4 separate regions of the Mus musculus genome follow, and regions 1, 2 and 3 are each linked to region 4. The links are chromatin contacts, called in public promoter capture Hi-C maps. All regions are on one chromosome and are shown on one strand. The core of a region is the stretch at or near the end of the contact, and the rest is flanking DNA. Distances in the headings are between cores, read along the strand shown.

What was found. Promoter capture Hi-C pulls out the DNA fragments that hold promoters and counts their contacts.
Region 1: a promoter capture Hi-C map of pre-B cells shows a contact between it and region 4. The contact joins the promoter of 4930542N06Rik here to the promoter of Nudt9 in region 4. A contact is called at or near these places in 5 of 39 promoter capture datasets (the HPC-7 cell line, HPC-7-derived erythroid cells, erythroid cells and 2 more), 1 of 15 datasets of contacts at CTCF or cohesin (pro-B cells) and 5 of 115 datasets of contacts at active chromatin or transcription factors (astrocytes, large pre-B cells, pancreatic cancer cells and 2 more).
Region 2: a contact with region 4 is called in a promoter capture Hi-C map of liver, with 2.7 times the contacts expected there. The contact joins the promoter of Gbp6 here to the promoter of Nudt9 in region 4. A contact is called at or near these places in 3 of 39 promoter capture datasets (the 3T3-L1 cell line, hippocampal neurons and liver) and 2 of 115 datasets of contacts at active chromatin or transcription factors (large pre-B cells and thymic regulatory T cells).
Region 3: a contact with region 4 is called in a promoter capture Hi-C map of pre-B cells, with 7 times the contacts expected there. The contact joins the promoter of Gbp9 here to the promoter of Nudt9 in region 4. A contact is called at or near these places in 1 of 39 promoter capture datasets (pre-B cells), 1 of 484 Hi-C or Micro-C datasets (B cells) and 2 of 115 datasets of contacts at active chromatin or transcription factors (microglia and pro-B cells).

Annotation. Positions count from the first base shown.
Region 1 is chr5:105,413,501-105,416,569 of GRCm38.p6, forward strand. It overlaps 4930542N06Rik (a long non-coding RNA gene), which reads right to left and starts at 1,676. Exons shown (of 2, transcript XR_389449.3): 1 at 752-1,676. It overlaps Lrrc8b (leucine rich repeat containing 8 family, member B), which reads left to right and starts at 2,275. Exons shown (of 5, transcript NM_001033550.3): 1 at 2,275-2,412. Gm32051 (a long non-coding RNA gene) reads left to right here. Exons shown (of 2, transcript XR_389452.2): 2 at 1-422.
Region 2 is chr5:105,292,213-105,295,348 of GRCm38.p6, forward strand. Gbp6 (guanylate binding protein 6) reads right to left here and starts at 1,487. Exons shown (of 11, transcript NM_194336.2): 1 at 1,414-1,487.
Region 3 is chr5:105,108,530-105,111,795 of GRCm38.p6, forward strand. It overlaps Gbp9 (guanylate-binding protein 9), which reads right to left and starts at 1,763. Exons shown (of 11, transcript NM_172777.4): 1 at 1,676-1,763.
Region 4 is chr5:104,045,260-104,048,330 of GRCm38.p6, forward strand. Nudt9 (nudix (nucleoside diphosphate linked moiety X)-type motif 9) reads left to right here and starts at 1,605. Exons shown (of 8, transcript NM_028794.4): 1 at 1,605-1,887. The coding sequence starts at 1,781. Mir5619 (microRNA 5619) reads left to right here and starts at 2,744; the gene lies at 2,744-2,804.

The sequences.
Region 1 (3,069 bases), core at 426-2,925, 1.4 Mb after region 4:
AAAACCTGAATGACAGCCCAGGAGTTTCCAGAGCAGTACAAAGTCCTCTATCTGGCTCCTACAACTGTCGTAATAAGAACTGCCATCATTTGCTGATGAAAATTAGGAATGTATTAACAGCAATCACATTTAACAGCTACATCTGTGGGGTTTGCCAGACGTAACACATTTTGAATGAACTTGATCTCCGTTGCTTCCTATTGATAGGTTGAGCTACAAACAAGGAAGCCGATTTTAATATGCATCCCCATTGAATTTAAACTGACCACCAAGCTTATAATCTCTGGCTGTAGAGACGAGGACACAAAGGGTTAAGTAACTTCCCCAAAGTCACACAAGCAGCCATGTTGTTGTGACAGAAAACATTATTAGGGTCTTGGAGGAGGAAATGTCCCTTCTCAAACATTAAGCCAAGAAAAAAATCAGAAACGTCCAGCTTATAATGTTAGAATACTCTGATTCTATTACAGCACTTACTTTTCCCCCTCAAACTGATACTTAAAAAACTCTTTGTCTGGGGGCTGGAGAGATGGTTCAGTGGTTAAGAACACTGCTTTTCCAGAGGTCCTGAGTTCAATTCCCAACAACCACGTGGTGGCTCAAAATCATCTCTAACAGGATTGGATGCCCTCTTCTGGTGTGTCTGAAGACAGCTACAGTATGCTCACATAAAAATACAAATCTTAACAAGAAAATAAAAAAACAAACACCTCTTTGTCCAGGTGGTAAGCAGTTTGAGGGCCATACTTACATCTAGAATTACAAATGTGTACACAAGGTCATACACACAATTTAATGACAATATGTTGTATGTTCAAATGAAAGAATTAAAAAAAAAAGATGTGTGTGTGTGCAGTGTGTGTGCCACGTATGTGGGTGCACGTGTGCGGGGGAGCACATATATGTAGGTGCACATGTGTGTGGGAGCACATATATGTAGGTGCATATATGTGTGGATGCCTTTGGAGGCCAGAAGAGGGTGTCAGAACGTTTGGAGCTGGAGTTGTCGGCAGCTGTGAACAGAATTCTGGTCTTCTGCAAGAACAGTCTGTGCTCTTAGCTGTGGAGCCGTTAGTCCTCACAGTGTTTTCAATGTTTGCTTCAGACTCAATGCAACTGCCACTCAGAGTGAATTGGACAAGGACCGGGTATAGCAGTGACTTCCAGGGCAGTTCGGGCTGGAGTTCTGATATGACTGGTCGCTACTGGATACAGCGCAGTCTTCCACACCTTCGTAGTGTGTGGAGGTATTGGGTGCCCAACTGATCAGGTGACTCAAATGCTGTCTTCTTTTACTCCTCTGGGAGTGTTTTGTTACCTAGGGATGGGAACACCATAGCAACTAAGAGATACAAATCTTGCTGAATTGAATCCTTGTGCTAGAAATAACCTGGACAAAGACTGAGCTTAAAACAGAACAGGGAGGGTGTGGGGGAGTTAAAGATTCGAGGAGGAGGATAGAACTATTAAATAGCCCAGAGTTCTGAATTTGGATTAAATTTTTGCTTAACTTGCAAGGCACACTGTTACTCTTCAAATACAGGGCCATTAACAGGAGAAGAATGTGGATGGGGGACAGGTGACCATCCTCAATGAAATACTATTATGTGTACTCCCTCTATCTTGTCACCTCACGCTGAAGATAAAGACACTGGAAAGAAAAAGATGGTATTGGAGGCCCAGAAGCTGCTTAGTTTCTCCTCCTTCCCAGGGGCCCTACAACCTTTCCAGTCACTCGACTTAAAGAGCGTTAAAGGGACTTCACTAAGGCAGGCTCTGCGCGGCACACCCCACCCTTCCTGGTAGAGTAAGTTGTGTCAATAACAAGTTTCTCAGGGGTGCACACGTGAGAAGGCAGGGGTCTTCTGCTGGGGTGGAGCGCCTGGGGAACGGCCATAAGGCCCGGCTCCTGGGTTTCTGGAATGCAGCCCCAGCTCCTGGCGAGGCGTGTGGCTGCCATGCACCGCGGATGCCAGGCTGGGCGAGTGCATCCGGGCGGCCGCATGGCGTTGGCTCCGGGAGGTGGCAGCTGCGCTTTGTGTGCAGCAGGAGGGTGAGTCACCGGCCCCCGCGGTTCGTCCCAAGGCCGGGTGGACTCTCGGGCCGGGTGGCGGAGCGATCCGGGTAAGGGCGGCTCGGAGGCGGCGCTGCGCGTCCCCGGCTCCCGCCTGCGCAGCCTGCGCAGCCCGCGCGCTCCGCTCCTCCTCCGCGCGCGAACTTAGTCAGCGGTTCGCGCCGCCGCGCGCCCATTGGCCGGCCGCGCGCGCCGCGTCACAATGGAGCGGCTCCGGGGCGGCGAGCCGGGCAGCGCCGGGGCTTCCCGCTGAGCCGCAGCCGCCGGAGTGCGGGCGCCGGCCGCTCGGCTCGCCCCGGCCGGCCGGGCAGCGCGGGCCTGGGGGCTCCGACACGAAGGTAGGCGGGGACGGCGGGGGAAGGGGGAGCGCAGCAGCAGGTGGGGGCGGCAGGGCAGGTGCTGTTACCTGGCGGCGCCTCACCTGGGTCTCCCGCTGCGGGCAGGTGGCACAGTCACCTGCTAAGCCGCGGTCGCCCGGCTCCCACGCCCCCGGGGGAAGGAGGGCGCGGTCCCTTGCGGGCACCTCTCCTGGATGTTGGGGTCAGATGGGGCGAGAGGAGGGGGCGGCCGCGCCCAGGCGGTGCCTTCGTTGTCCCTACGGCTGAACACGCACCTGTGTATCCACCACCCCCCTCCCCGCCCCCGAAGGGAAAGGCCCTCCCTCTCCACCCTGGTCTCCCCTTAAGTGAAGGCGCTCGCTCGAGGGGGTCCACACCAGGTCCCCGCCGTTTGCCCCCTGCCCTGGAGCCTCCTGTCGACATTTTATGCTCTGGGGTATTTACTGGCCTACAGCTGTGATTTTAGCGTTTGAGCTGGAAGGGGTCAACTGATTTCCATTTAAAGACTCGGTGGTTCCTCCTCCTAGGTTGCAGGTGCTGACAGGTCAGAAGGAAGAGGCTCGGTAATCCGTGTCCTCAACTGACTTCCCAAAGTCCGTAGGTTGCTTATAGTCATGTGTTTGTGGAAGACTTTGATGTGTGGTTAGAAAAACTACC
Region 2 (3,136 bases), core at 237-2,736, 1.2 Mb after region 4:
AAAATGAAGAAACTTTCCGTTACACTATTTCTGTTTTGCCATGCTGAGGGACATGGTGTAAGAGTCTAGAGTCACATGATCATGTGTGATTTGGCTTCTTAGAGCTTACTGAGGCTGAAGCTTGCTTTGGGTTAACATACATATTTATTTGAAATTGTTTACTTAGTTTTGCTGATGTTTACAGTTTAAGCATGAATGCTGTTATTTTTAAGAACTACTTGTTTTTGTTGCACAACAATTCTATAGACCCATTGTTTCTTATAACATGTCTTTGACAAATATTGAGGAAGTGCCAATCAAACCATACACACAAGGACAGCTACCACACAAAGCAAAAACAAATCCATGTAACCCAGAATTTAGACAACTCAGGTGTCTGTACTCTGTGGCTAAGAATACAGAATATTACCTCATGGGAAACAGTCCTCGCTTTTGAGAAAATCAATACTTATGTCTGATCTAACAGCTCTTCTTTGATTACAACACAAACAAAATAGCAAAGAAGGACTTGGATGGACCTTTGAGCTGTAGTGATCATGGCAGCTGTGTTCACAATACCCACATTGTGGAGACAGCCCAGACTCCCACCAACAGATCACCAACAGATGCATACATTAACACAGTCTGACAATGTGCACAATAGAATATTATTCAGCCAAAGAAGGGAATAAAATTAACTACTGTACACAACTTTGTAGACCTTAATAGACTTAGGCTAGACACAGACTCCTACAGGTCAGACAACACATAACCTGCCTCCCCTGCCCTGCCCTCAGTCCCAGATGAGCATGAGGACATTATGCCAAGGAAGGAGAATGTGCAGAATCTCCAGAAGTTAGATACAGGTGACGTCACTTAACTCCAGAAACCAGGCTCTCTGCAGCTTAGTTCCATGTATGAAATAAGACTAGCAGCCCAAACAAAATGCACATAGCACTACGTAATCTCTACATCTCACATACAACATAAACATCAATATAGAACTGGATTATCTTCTTACACTTAATTCAAAGTCAGTGAGGTAGGAACTAAGTTATTTCCAGATAGATGTTTGCCAAGCTCTTGTGCTGAGTTTTCCTCACACGGTTCCTCCACAGAGACTTTCCTCTGCCTACAGTTGCCTGTGAACCAGGGCAGGAGCTGTTGTGGTCCCAGCTGAGGCAGGACCAGGGCTCTTCCCATAGTTTGTCTAACAGAGCAGGGCAGCCAGCAGTGTCAGGCTGCCACTTTGTATCTGTCCTTTATCAGAGGAAAGAAACTGACCTCCTAGACCTAAAGCCAGCCACAGCCCCCTGCAGACCAGAGAGCTCATAATCTGCCTCCCTTCCCCCTCCCTCAGTTGCCCCTTTGACTTGGAAATCAAGCTGAGGTCCAGACTAAGTTGCTCCTTAAAGAAAGGAAAAGTAAATATACCTGGTCCCACAGCACAGGTCCAAGTGCAGTTCTCAGCTGCTGCTGCCTCCTCAGGCTCCCTTCTGCTCTCCTCCCTCCTGCTCTCTTTGCTCCTCTTTTATGTAAGCTGACCACACACACACACACAGAGAGAGAGAGAGAGAGAGAGAGAGAGAGAGAGAGAGAGAGAGAGAGAGAGAAGGAGTTAAAAGAAATCACATGCTGCAGCAGAAACAAAACTGAAAGTAAAATAAAATAGGCCATGTTAACTTGGCCAAGACTGGAAAGGGAGGTCAGAGGTTCCTGTCTATCCCGAAAAGCCAGTGTGATACTCTGTTGCAGCCAAGGGACAGCAGGCCTCCACTGTGGAATCTGTTTACCTTCTCTTTCCTTGGAACCCATTTCCAGTTTCCTCCAGCCTTCTTGGCACAGATAAAGCACAGTAAAACCCAGGCAGCCATCAGTGGAAATTACAAAATCCGGGAGTATTGCAAGTGTGCTTCTCTCAGGGGAAATTCCCAGTGCTTTCTGATCAAACATGTTTAATGTTTTAAACATGTGTTTTCTAAAGCAGGAACCATCCCTGTTGCCATTTCTTCTGGGCTGCCCCACAATTACCTGGCAACAGCCAGGTGGGCATGACTCACTATAAAAGGGGCTGCTTGTACCCTCACATACCCCCCTCTCTTGCTCAATTGTCCTCTCTTCCTTTTTTACCCTCTTTCTTCTCTGTCCCTCCTCCTCCTTCCTCCCCTCTCTATCCCTCTTTCTTTGTCTCTACTAACCCCTCAACTCCCCTCTCCATGTCTTAAATAAACTGTATTCTATACTATACAATTGTGTGGCTGGTACCTCAGGAAGAAGGTAATGCTTCAACACTGGCCCTCAGAGGTACCCCTTTTCACCTCAACATACCAGGTATGACGTTTGTATATTCTTGGACCAGAGGGTGGCACCATTTGGAGATGTGGCCTTGTTGGAATAGGTGTGACCTGGTTGGAATAGGTGTGTCACTGTGGTTGTGGGCTTAAGATCCTCACTCTAGTTGCCTGGAAGTCAGTCTTCCACTAGCAGCCTTTGGATGAAGACATAGAACTCTCATCTCTGCCTGTGCCACGCCTGCCTGGATGCTGCCATGCTCCCACCTTGATGATAATGGACTGAACCTCTGAACCTGTAACCCAGCCCCAATTAAATGTTGTTTTTTTATAAGACTTGCCTTGGTCATGGTGTCTGTTCACAGCAGTAAAACCCTAACTAAGACACCAGACAGCCACCAAACATATACCTGACTTCTTTTTCTTTTCATAAAACACAACAGTCAATTTTAAAACCTGATTTTAAAAGAAGCAATTAAAGAATAGTAAGTAGGAGTTGTGTTCAATATAGAAGCTAAGAAAACTTCAGAGATGGAAGCTGAAAAATGAAAGCTTTAATTTCTGAGCCCTTAGGGAGGCAGACTGGGGTCTGAACTTTGTCCCTGATGGGAGATTGAACACCATTTGTAAAGGATGAAACACAAAGCAGGGGGGAGCTGTAGAGTGATCCATTGTGATTTCACAGGAAGGATTAAACAAGGGAGTACCCCTTAGAGGCGGTGTTGGCATCAGGACATCCCAAACCTGTGACATCACATAGGCGACAGCATGACCTGCTACCTTCTGACTGGTTGCCAAGACAACAGGCACCATATTCCCAACATCCACTTGACTCACCTGTGTTACATCATTTTCCATATAAATGA
Region 3 (3,266 bases), core at 513-3,012, 1.1 Mb after region 4:
TAGAGAAAGTAGCCAAGAAGCTAAAGGGTTCTGCAATTCTATAGGTGGAACAACAATATGAACTAACCAGTACCCCCCTGGAGCTCCTGTCTCTAGTTGCATATGCATCAGAAAATGGCCTAGTCAGCCATCAGTGGAAAGAGAGGCCCATTAGTCGTGCAAACTTTATATGCCTCAGTACAGGGGAACGACAAGGCCAAGAAGTGGATGTGGGTGGGTGGGGGAGTGTGTGGGGGACTTTTGGGATAGCATTGGAAATGGAAATGTAAAAAATACCCAATTTAAGAAGAAAAAAAGATTCTAGAGTCACTTGATGATGTGTGATTTGGCTTCTTATAGCTCAGTGAGGCTGAGGCTTGCTTTGGGTTAACATATATATTTATTTGAAATTGTTTGCTTAGGTTTGCTGATGTTTGCAGGTTTAGCATAAATGAAGTTATTTTAAGAGCTACTTGGTTTTGTTGCTCAATAATTCTTCAGACCCAGTGTTCATTATAACGTGGCTTTGAAAAACAGTGAGGAAGTGCCAATCAAATCACAAAGCATCACTTCATACACACAAGGACAGCTACCACACAAGGCAAAAACAAATACATGTCACCTGGAATTTAAACAACTCAGGTGTCTGTACTCTGCAGCCTAGAACACAGAATATTACCTCACAGGAAACAGTCCTGACTTCTGAGATAATATATAGTTATGTTTGACCTAAAAGCTCTTCTTTGATTACAACATAAACAAACTAGAAAACAAGGACTTGGATGGACCTTTGAGCTGTATTGATCATAGCATCTGTATTTACAATACCCACAATGTGGACACAGCCCAGTCTCCCACCAACAGATCACCAACAGATGCATACATTAACACAGTCTGATAGCATGCACAATAGAATGTTATTCAGCAAAAAAAAAAAAAAAAAAAAAGGAATAAAATTCTACTGCACACTACTTTATAGACCTTCATATACTTAAGGCTATCCATGGACCCTGCAGACCAGACAACACAGTAACCTACCTCCCCTGCCCTGTCTTTAGTCCCACATGAGCATGAAGACATTATGCCAAGAAAAGAGAATGTGCAAAATCCTAAGACGTTAGATACAGGTGACATCACTTAATTCCAGAAACCAGGCTCTCTGCAGCTTAGTTCCATGTGAAATAAGACTAGCAGCCCAAACAAAATGCACATAGCACTACGTGATCTCTACATCTCATACAACATAAACATCAAGAGAGAACTGGACTATTTTCTTACACTTAATTCAAAGTCAGTGAGGTAGGAACTAAGTTATTTCGAGATAGAGGTTTGCCAAGCTCTTGTGCTGAATTTTCCTCACAGGGTTCCTCCACAGAAAGACTTCCCTCTGACTACAGCTGCCTGTGAACCAGGGCAGGAGCTGTAGCTGTGGTCCCAGCTGAGGCAGGACCAGGGCTCTTCCCACAGCTTCTCCAACAGAGCAGGGCAGCCAGCTGTGTCAGGCTACAACTTTGTATCTGTCCTTTGTCAGAGGAAAGAAACTGACCTCTTAGACCTAAAGCCAGCCACAGCCCCCTGCAGACCAGAGAGCTCATAATCTGCCTCCCTTCCCCCTCCCTCAGTTGCCCCTTTGACTTGGAAATCAAGCTGAGGTCCAGACTAAGTTGCTCCTTAAAGAAAGGAAAAGTAAATATACCTGGTCCCACAGCACAGGTCCAAGTGCAGTTCTCAGCTGCTGCTGCCTCCTCAGGCTCACTTCTGCTCTCCTCCCTCCTGCTCTCTTTGTTCCTCTTTTATGTGCGCTGACCACACACACACACACACACACACACACACACACACACACACACACACACACAGGATGCAGCAGAAACAAAACTGAAAGTAAAGTAAGCCAAGGCATTGTTAACTTGGCCAAGACTGGAAGGGGAGGTCAGAGGATGCTTAGTGTCAGAAAAGTCAGTGAGAAACTGTGTTGCAGCCAAGGGACAGCAGGCCTCCACTGTGGAAAGAGTTTACATTCTCTTTCTTTGGAACCCATCTCCAGTTTCCTCAGCCTTCTAGGCACAGATAAAGCACAGTAAACCCAGACCCCTATCAGTGGAAATGACACAATCTGGGAGGATTGCACGTGTGCTTCTCTCAGGGGAAATTCCAGGTGCTTTTTGAGTGAAGAGCTTTAATGTTTTAAACGTGTTTTCTAAAACAGGAACCATAACTGTTGCCATTTCTTTCTGGACTCTGTCCCACAGTTTCCTGACAACAGCGAGCTGGGCATGACTCACTATAAAAAGGGCTGCTTGTCCACTCTGCCCTCTCTCTCTCCCTCTCTCTCTCTCTCTCTCTCTTTCAATCTCTCTCCCTGAGATCTTCCTCTCTTCCTTTCTTACCCTCTTCTTTCTCAAGTCCTCTCCCTGCTTCCTGTCTCCCTCTCTCTGTTCCTCTTTCTCTGTCTCTACTACCCTTTCAAATCCCCTGTCCATGTCCAAAATAAACTCTATTCTATACTATACAATTGTGTGGCTGGTACCTCAGGAGGACAGGATGCCTCAGCATGCCCCCACCCCCCATACCACCTTCCACTTCACCATACCCCACCTCCACCACACATATCCCTGGCTTCTTTTTCTTTTTCAGAAAACACAACAGTTGTTCTGAAAACTGTTTTTAAAGAAGTAATTAAAGAATAGTAAGTAGGAGTTGTGTTCAGGGTAGCAGCTAAGAAAACTCACTTCAGAGGTGGAAGCTTAAAAATGAAGCTTTATTTTCTGAGCTCTTAGGAAGGCAGCCAGTTTGGGATCTGAACTTTGTCCCTGATGGGAGATTGAACACCATTTGTAAAGGATGAAACACAAAGCAGTGGGGAGAGCTGCAGAGTGTGATCCATTGTGTTTTCACAGGAAGGATTAAACAAGGGAGTACCCCTTGGAGACTGGGCCATATCCAGGCACCTAGCTTCAGGGTCCTTAATTTATTCTCCTAGACATTAGGTGCAGAACTCAGAGTGATAAAGGGACAAAGGAGCAGGTCAGCAGCATGGAGGTAAACTGGTACCTTAATTCTACTTCAGTGAACTCTCTCTCTATTCATCATGAATATTATCAAATACCTATTTCTGTATAGAAAGAAACAAAAGTACCAAATAATGTGCGACAATGAAATACTCAATGCACAGTACCACACCAGAATATGACTTAAAAAGGAGACTCACAAATCCTCTGACCTTGACTCCTGGTCCTAAGACTTATACTAGTGAAGATGTAAGAGCAGAAAACATTGAGTTACTG
Region 4 (3,071 bases), core at 355-2,854:
AAAGACAATGCCTGGGCTACAGAGACAGCTCAGCAGTTAAGAGCACTGGCTTGCTTCTCTTCCAGAGGACCTGGGTTCAAATCCTAGCACCTATATGGTAGTGCACAGTCGCCTGTAACTCCAGTCTTGAGGAATCTAAAGTTCTCTTCTGGACTATACGGGCACTAAAGACTTGGGGTGCACAGATACTCAGGCAAAACCCCTGTCCATCCACATAAGTAAGTAAATCTTAAAACAAAACAAAACAAAACCAAACCAAAACCACTAGCCTGTTTGAGGATACTAGTTAAAGTCACAAGGAAAGATTTTTATTGGCTACTGCTGCCGTAGGAAAGCCTACATTATGAACTGGGTTCTAGTTTCATTAAAAAAAAAAACCAAAATAAAAAAAAAAGAATAGGGATCTTGAAGGCCGGGGAATGGTGCTGAAGGATCTAAGGTGTTCGTGTGTGTGTGTGTGTGTGTAGAAACAAACGTGTTTCTTATGACAGGAGCAGTGGAGCAAGCTGAAAACAACCATCTCTGGAAGGGGCTGGAGCCCAAGGTGATTTATCTTCCTGAGTGCTCGCTCACACCTCAACGACATGTCTACCACATCTCCAGGAAACTGTGGGGTGGTAGGCTTATGCCCCAAAGTGCAGAGAAAGAAAATATAATCTTTACTTTGCTCCAGGGATCTGCCTATCTGTCACCAGGTTTGGGCAGGGGTGGGGAGGAAATTTCCCATACTTTTAGTTTTTCTAAGCGGGCATTTTAAGGGGTGTAGTATAGTCACGAAGGCAACGCCCTGAAGTGTTACTGTGCAGTCCTTTTTTCTTGCTGTCCCATCCCAAGAGTGCTGTGGATTTCAGGATACTGTTAGTATTTGATTGGCCTGGCTTTAAGAGCCAACGCCATACGGTGTGTTTTGCAAGGCCCAAAGTTGATGATAGGCTTAGAATATGTCTCATCAACAATTAAACGAATGAAACCTGGAGTGCAAGCCGCGATGCACGCCTGGCTTTACCACTTTCAATCTGGCTAACTTTAGTCCTTCGTTCGTTATTATCCAGACCGCGTGCCACTTTCACAGCTTGTCTGTAAGTTTTGGCTTTGGGGTTCGAAAGTGGGAAACCGAGGCCGGCTTTCCTTTTGGACAAGAGGTTTATCAGAGTCACCAACACCACGGACAGCACCGTGAAGGGGGCTCTGGGGAGCCCAGGCTGCGTTCCAGGGTTGGGGGATTCCCTCCTTAAGGGTTAGGGGTCACGTGACTGGCCTGATCACGTGACCGGCGGGACGCCCACATTTTGTTGTTCACAGGCGGTCTCTGAATCCGGTATGCGGGCAAGTTTCGAAAAGCAAGTTACTTGGCTTCTGGAAACCAAACCAAGGTGTTTCAAGACTCGTCACTGACTCATCCTACGTCTTCTCAAACCTCGCATGGCTCACGTGACTCCTCCGTACGGCCCTCCTCTCCTGGAAGCACGTGGTCGCCCCTGACCCTCCTTCCGCTCAGCCTCAGGGTTCTGGGTCTCCGCGTCCTGCCGCGCCGCGGCACTCCAGTTCGCCTGCGCAGACGGAGAGGCCTGGCACACAGGTTAGTTTGCGGCGTGGCCGTAAAGCGCGGTCGCGCGTCGGGTACGTCGTGGGGCTGCTGGCGCCGCCGGCCAGCGGCGCTGGGGGAGCGCGGCCGGGTCCTAGTGCCCGCTGGCTGCAGGTTCGGGGCTCAAGGCGGGGCTCCGGGCGAGGCCGGCCACCTCCGAACCCTCGCGGGCCGCGCGCCAGGCGCCAGGCGCCGATGGCCGGCCGCTCCCTGGGGCAGGCGGTAGCCACCGTGTCGCTCTCGGTGGCCCTCGCGTCAGTGACTGTCCGGTCCTCAGCCTGCCGCGCCGTCCCCGCACCCAGGTACCCCGATTCTAGGACGGGCTGCGGTTCCGAGACCTCGGGTGGACCTGCGATCCCCTCCTTCCTTTTCCAGAGGTTATGTAGGCTGTGCTGAAGTACTGGATTTTGGGAAGCCAATAGCAAGGACCCTTCTCGATCTCTGACTTTTTAATTTGCCCATCCAGATAAGGCGCCAACGCTAATTCATAGATCACCAGAGTTTGAAGAGCATTTATGGTGTGTTGCTCCGTGCTAGAGGTGATACCGAGTCCATATAATGGAATATACTGTTAATATATACTGTTAATCTGAGTAGCAGACAGTGTTTTCTGTGCGCTGGAAGGCGCTGATTATTGGCTTTTGGGTAGACTGGAGATGAAGTGTGCGCACAAGTGCCTCAGTACTGGGAACCTCGTTCTTTCCCTTCTCTCCTGGGCGAGGTGGCCGCAACTTTATTTCCTAGTGACTTGGAAAGTTTGTAAGTTTGGTTCTGTTAAGTTCTCTGACACCAGTGTCTTCCTTAAAACACATACCACCCACGCCTCAAGCTTGACTTTTATCTAGGAGGCAAACTCACCAAGCTTTCGGTTCCGAAGAGGAAAGAGGTTAGTTCCCTGGCAATTTGGGCTCCGTGTGAGACCGAGTTTGGAATTTCTGTGGGCTTCCCAAACAGGAGTGACATATTCCTTCACCTCATTGAAAATAGAATTACTTCTGCTGTGGTTTGTAGGCCCCACGGTGCCATCCCCTTTCTGCTTTCCTGACAGTGCTTAAAACCCCTCAATCAGAGTGTCCTCTTTCTGCTGGTGTGGGTTAACACCCTTTATACACCTTCTTCAGTGGGGCTTGCTGAGGGGAGAACTTCCTGCTCTCTGGAAGTCACTAATGGCATTTTTGTTGGTTGTTACCAGAACAACGAAAAGCTCATTGGTGATTTCTAGCACGACAGGGAAAGGAACACTTAAAGAAGTATATCCAGAACTGAAACTGCTTATTCCAAAGAAAAACCCAAAGCTAAGTCAACAAGTGTTTGTTGAGTGCCTGCTGGTCTAGACAGATGATTGTAAAACATCTGTCGAGAAACAAAAGACGTGTAACTTCAAGAGTTTTGTGACTACAGTTTTCTTTAGGAGCTTGGCCCCTCATCCACTGATCACCTTCCATGCCCATGTTTATGTAGGTAGCACTAATTAGACTATCTTAAA